2 separate regions of the Mus musculus genome follow, and region 2 is linked to region 1. A link is a contact called in public HiChIP or PLAC-seq data. All regions are on one chromosome and are shown on one strand. Each heading gives the region's core, a stretch centred on a gene start, on an enhancer-like site or on the middle of the called end of the contact. The rest is flanking DNA. Distances are from core to core; before and after follow the strand shown. Region 1 holds the start of Nprl2 (NPR2 like, GATOR1 complex subunit). Region 2 has its middle 16 kb from the start of Cish.

Evidence for each region. HiChIP or PLAC-seq counts read pairs in DNA pulled down with a chosen protein or histone mark.
Region 2: an H3K4me3 HiChIP or PLAC-seq map of bone marrow-derived macrophages shows a contact between it and region 1, with 2.9 times the contacts expected there. The contact joins the enhancer-like site here to the promoter of Nprl2 in region 1. A contact is called at or near these places in 2 of 39 promoter capture datasets (the HPC-7 cell line and erythroid cells), 1 of 484 Hi-C or Micro-C datasets (the G1E-ER4 cell line), 13 of 115 datasets of contacts at active chromatin or transcription factors (the 230-238 cell line, T-cell acute lymphoblastic leukemia, bone marrow-derived macrophages and 8 more) and 3 of 9 other capture datasets (adipose tissue, liver and pancreatic islet).

What each region holds. Positions count from the first base shown.
Region 1 is chr9:107,540,685-107,543,674 of GRCm38.p6, forward strand. It overlaps Nprl2 (NPR2 like, GATOR1 complex subunit), which reads left to right and starts at 1,525. Exons shown (of 11, transcript NM_018879.2): 1 at 1,525-1,769; 2 at 2,298-2,389; 3 at 2,484-2,652; 4 at 2,823-2,931. The coding sequence starts at 1,692. Cyb561d2 (cytochrome b-561 domain containing 2) reads right to left here and starts at 1,509. Exons shown (of 4, transcript NM_001357289.1): 1 at 1,351-1,509; 2 at 813-966; 3 at 319-356. The coding sequence starts at 939.
Region 2 is chr9:107,311,443-107,314,432 of GRCm38.p6, forward strand. No RefSeq gene overlaps it. Among named protein-coding and RNA genes, the nearest start is that of Cish, 16 kb to the left of the region's middle. Within about 2 kb of position 1,454, at least 159 of the 459 cell types and tissues checked have an H3K27ac peak or open chromatin away from gene starts, as enhancers often do. A contact at or near this core is called in the 230-238 cell line, the G1E-ER4 cell line, the HPC-7 cell line and 4 more, where this site is marked.

The sequences.
Region 1 (2,990 bases), core at 275-2,774:
CTAGCCACACGGGTGCACTGTTTCAGGGACAATTAGATGCATCACCAGAAATTAAGGTTTTTAGGGACAGAGCAGCCTCCAAATGCCATTTCTCAGCTTCCTAGCTGGAGGTGAGAGAAGCCGCCCTTTTGTGCTTGGGTGAGCTTCATCTGTTCGTCCTGGGTCATGAATACCGTTTTCAAGCCTTGGATATTCGTCAGAAGCAGGAGTGAGGACATACAGCTCGTCTACACTGGCACTAAATGCCTACAAGGATTCTGAGAGCCACCAACAACGCCCACATTCTACCCCTAAAAGCTACCCAAACCCACTACTTACAGCCAGAGACATAAGAACGGGGTGCCAGGAGAACAGACCTGGAATGAGAAGAGGGCGCCTCATGGAACTAGGGAAAAAGAAACCAGCATACCAGGCTCTATAGCCGGGATGGACAGCCCATCCATCACCCAAGGAGGGGTCAAAATGCGAGCCTCCTCCAGTAACAAGCTCATCTTACCCACCCCCTGTTCTCTTCCCTGGACAGAAAGCACGCTCTGCCACTCCTCTGGCGGCTCCTTCCTCCAGCATCCCCACAAGTCAGGAATGAAATGCCAAATCAAAGGAAGAGAAGCCATGTACTTAAAGCTTGCCCTGGCGGGCAGAGCCCCCACACTGGTCTGCTCTTCCCACGACGTTAAATACGTTCAACAGAGAATATCCTTCAGCCAGTCAATCCTGTTCTCAGGAGTTACGCCCATCGTTTCCTACTGCCCCCTGTTCCCCAAGAGAAGTAGCTTTTCCCTTCCCATAAGTGGACTATGAATTCTACTTACTGGAGCCAGGTCTGGCAAGCACAGCAACAAAGATGGTAAAGCCTAACGCCACGAGGTGGGCTGCAGCCCCAGAGGCAGTGCGCAGAGCTCGGTAGATATGCGACTCCGTCTCCACAGAAAGGGCCATGGTCAGCCCAGCCGATAGCTGCACAGCCTGAAAGCATCGTAGGCGTTGGCAAGAGTGCCCACTGTCCACGCCCCTCACTGGGGACAGTAACTCAGGACAGAAATGGCACCTTTTCCCGGAGAAGTTATGACAGGAGCAGAGTAGTGCCGGCACTAACAGTCCCAACTTAGCAGTCTACCTGTCAAACACCTGTATTTGAAGTGGTAACGATCGCACCTTCCAAGTGGGAGGAGGAAGACTACAAATCCCAGAATGCAGCACGTCATCGTTAGCCGGAACGGAAGGCGTGGAGCACTACGGGAATTGTATTTCCCAGCTGCTTCCCTACCTAAGCGTGAATTTCTTTGCACACTGCCTCCCCATGTGCACCTGACACGCTGTACCTCCACCGTAGAATTTTGCCCTCCTCACCTGCTTCTCAGGTTCTACGCAGTGACTTCCTCCAAAATAAACTGGACCCTCGGCCCCGCCAGCCGCGCCACCGCTCCGTTACGGAGTAGCTTCACTTCCGGGTGCGATGTCTACCCACCCGAGACTTCCTGGGACAAGCCCCCTCCCATCCCATCCAGCGGCAACCACGCCCCCTGAGTCGCCCTGCGCAGGCGCTGTTGAGTTGACGGCTCGTTGGGTTTGCGCTCACAAACCTGTGTGACCTACCCGGGCCTCTTTCTCTTTTTGACAGGGTATTCCAAGGCGTAGAGGCGATCCCCACACGAAAAACAGGGATTACAGACTTGGATCCAGACAGCGCCATGGGCAGCAGCTGCCGCATCGAATGTATATTCTTCAGCGAGTTCCACCCAACGCTGGGACCCAAAATTACCTATCAGGTGCCTTCCACACTCCCGGACTAGGCGAGGGGAGGGATGCTCTCTGGAGCTCAGCTGGCCGCCTGGAGGGGTTGTGGTTCATCCACGCGTGTCTCTTCCATTGAATGGAGAGGGTACACAGACCCAGGTCTCCGGTTTCTAGTGTGGGGGAGGAGTTTTGTCCCCCAAACTGAATCAGGTTCTAGTGTGGGGGAGGAGTTTTGTCCCCCAAACAGAATCAGGCTATAGGTTTCGGGGAGGTGCTAAGGCTCATGAAGGTTTAGATGACCCAAGAGAAACACTGGACCAAGACAAATGATATATAAAAGTTAGGTGAGGGTAGAAAGGGGTATTCCAGGTAGTGGGAATAGTGAACGCAAAAGCCAAGGGAGCTTGCCAAAACATAGCATGTGTTTGGAAGCACAAAGTAGACCACTGGGTGGATGAGGGAAGAAAACGGTAGAGGGACTTGTGCCTGGGTGGGCTGTAAAAATCTGCCCGGACCCAACGTCCACTGAGGGAGCTCTCTCTCATGGCTGCCTTCTCCAGGTCCCTGAGGATTTCATCTCGCGAGAACTGTTTGACACGGTCCAGGTGTACATCATCACCAAGCCCGAGTTACAGAACAAGCTCATCACTGTGTGAGGCTTTAGTTGGGTGGGAGGAGAGGGGTCCCAGCCTGGCTTGGGGGTGGGGGTGGGGGCGGGGCAGGCTGACTCTGTTCTACCTCTCCAGCACAGCCATGGAGAAGAAGCTGATTGGCTGCCCCGTGTGCATTGAACACAAGAAGTACAGCCGCAATGCTCTCCTCTTCAACCTGGGCTTTGTGTGTGACGCTCAGGCTAAGACTTGTGCCCTGGAACCCATCGTTAAAAAGCTGGCCGGCTACTTGACCACGCTGGAGGTCTGCAGCAAGATGGGGCCAGGGTGGGTGGGTGGGTGCGTCCGTGGTGGGCACAGGTGGGGAGAGAGTTCCTGTGTCTTGAATCCCCAGCCTCCAGCAGCTAGCTCCATGTTGCTGCAGCAGGGAGCCTGAGGTGTGGTCACTCACTGTGCTGTCTGTGTCTTCCCCAGCTTGAGAGCAGCTTTGTATCCAACGAGGAGAGCAAGCAGAAGCTGGTGCCCATCATGACCATCCTGCTGGAAGAGCTGAATGCCTCCGGCCGCTGCACTCTGCCCATTGGTACGGCCGCCTCTGCCAGGACGGCAGATGAACAAGGGAAGGTTGGGGAAGTAGCAGGA
Region 2 (2,990 bases), core at 204-2,703, 230 kb before region 1:
TTTCTTAGACACTCTTCTCTTTTGAAACCATTGTCTTTCACTGGCCTGGAACCCCTGATATAGGCTAGAGTGGCAGACCAGTGAGTCCCAGGGCTCCTCCTGTCTCTACCCCAACAGCCACTGGGATGATAAGAGGACACAGGCAAGCTTGGCTTTTATGTGGGTCTAGTCCTCATTCTTGCACGGCAAGCATTTCACTCACTGAGATATCTAACCCAGGCCAACACAACTCTTATTATAAAGGATGGGAAATTTTACAGGAGCCAGTTTTAGCCTTAGTTGGTGGACATGAAGGGGACAAAAACTGGAAGGAAGAAGGCTAGAGTCATGGGAAAGTTCCATGAGGGAAGGTGGGGACCATTTCAGCAGAAGTGGGAGGCTGGTTCATTCAGAATAAAGAATATGGAGGCCGACAGGCCAGGCCAGTCTTAGTAAAGATATGGTGTCAGGGTCCAACTACCAGGCCAAAAGTTCAGTAATCCCCTTCCCAGATCTATTCCCCAAACACTGGGTGACAGTAAGCAAGTCAAGTCAGGGAGACCCTCAGAGTTTCAGCCTTTTTTCCTATGAAATGGGGGTGATATGCTGGAGTTTCCACAGGCGGCCATGACTCAGAAGTAGTGGTTGGGCTTCTGAGACAGGATAATAATGCGCACACACACACACACACACACACACACACACACACACACACACACACTCATGCTCACACACACATGCACATATACTCACACACACACACACACACATACAATACACACATACTCTCACATGCATATACACACATGCACATGTACTCACACAGTACACATACTCATACACATGTACACACATACAATACACACACACACACACACTCATACAGAGAGATCTGACCCAGTTTCCAGAGCTTAGTGCTCCTCCACCCAAGGGAGGGTGTGTATAGATACCTATGATCATAAATACCAGCCAGTGTTCAAGTCCCACACCCATGCATATGCATGTACATGTGCATTCCTGTAAAGAGGCATGCATATAGCTCTCTGTACAGGCATGTATAATATGGCCGGCTCTCTCTGGAGGACAAAACCTGTGTGGATCTCCATTGCTGACAAAAAGCCTAAAAACCAAGAGTTCCTCACTGGGGGCCAATTAGGATAAGTTCTTGTCTATCTACTGCATCCATGAGCTCCCTAAAGACATGGAACCCAAGGACCACTGAACCATCCCACCTTCCTAGCTCCAGCATGCAGTTGGCACTTAATAAAAGCTCGTGGGGTGAACAAAGCCAGGAGGAAATAGGAGGGGCAGGACATAAAGCCTCACCTAAGCTTAGGGAGGTGGTCTCAGACCTTAACTGCCCCAGAGGGTAGCTGCCCTCTACCACTCGCCGAGGATGCTGGCAAGGAGAGCTTGTCTCAGATGCTGTGTCCTCACCTAACCCTGAGTCCTGCCCCACCCGGGTGGCTAGGAAGGCTGAGGTGCCTGGCTCTTAACTGTGACTCAGCGGAAGAAGACAAGGGAGGGGGGAGGGTTAATGCTGGGGCCCAAAAGGGTTTTGCTTCTCATTTCTCTCTTTCCAAAGCACAGTCAGTTCCCAGAAATGAAGGTACCCAGAACCAGAGAGACTTGAGGCTTTGTGGGGCCCTGGGTTCCCCAGCCTGCCCACCTTAAAGGCACCATAAAGCCTGGGGAAACCCCTTGGCCACGCCTACTGCTTGACTCTTCTTTTTCCTGCCTCAAACCAGAGATTATGCACCTGGCACATGCATTGTGCAGCCAGGTCTTGGATGAGGACACCAAGGACCTTTCAGAAGTAGGTGGCCCAGATTCAGTGGCTGTGACAGAAGCTGGGTGGAGGTGACCCCAGGACAGGACAGTTGAGGGGGCTAGAAGCTTCAGGAACAGAACAGCCAATATAGAAAATGCCCTCATGCCCTGCCCACAAGTTCCTTCCTCCTCCCTCTCGCCTTCCTTTCTTAAGTAAAATTAACATTTACGTGTGTGTGTGTGTGTGTGTGCGTGTGTGTGCGTGTGTGTGCGTGTGTGTGAATGCCATAGTTTGCTTGTAAAGGTCATAAGACAATTTGCATTTTCCTCCTTCCCCAGTAACCCTGATCAGCCGGCTTGGCAGTGAGCACTTTTACCCTCATCTTGCTGTCTCTTCTTTTTTTTCCTTTCTCTTCTTTCTCTCTTCTCCCTTCTCTTTTTTTCCCCCTCTCACCTCTCCTTTTCTTTTTTCATAATTAAAAATAAACATTGTAGGGGCTGGAGAGATGGCTCAGTGATTCAGAGCCCTGGCTGCTGTACCTGAGTTCAATTCCCAGCACCCACATGGTAATTCCCAAGTGTCTGTAACTCCAGTTCCTGGGGATCTAACACCCTCACACAGACAGACATGCAGGCAAAACACCAATTCACATAAAAATAGCAAAAATGAATCATTTTGAAAAATAAACATCATAGGGAAATGGACAGGATGGGGGGGGGCATATCATCACACTAAGTGACATAAGCCAGGCTCAGAAAGACAACTATCCTGTGTTTCTTCTCATAAGCAGAATACATGTACAGACATGCATAGGGCACAGAAGTAAATGGAAGAGGGACTATGTGAGGGGAGGAATGGGTAGTGAGGGGCAAGAAAAAATATCAAGTGTTTCCTCTCATGTGCAGTGTCGGTGTCCACATACTTATCTGGATATGACAGGAAAGCAGAAGGGGCCCATTTGGGAGGAAGAACAAACAAGGAGGGGAGTGGGAGAGCAGTGGGGAGTGGATACAAACAAGAAACAAAGTATCCAGGTGTGCGACCCACGGCTTTCATCCCAGCCCTTAGGGGACAGAAGCAGGCAGATCTGAGTCCCAGCTACAGAGTGAGTTCCAGAATAGCCAAGGCTGCACAGAAAAACCCTGTCCCAGAAAAAGATTATTTATATATATATACATACACATATACATGCATATATGAAAATCTAACAATGAAAACTCATTACTTTTTATGCTAACTA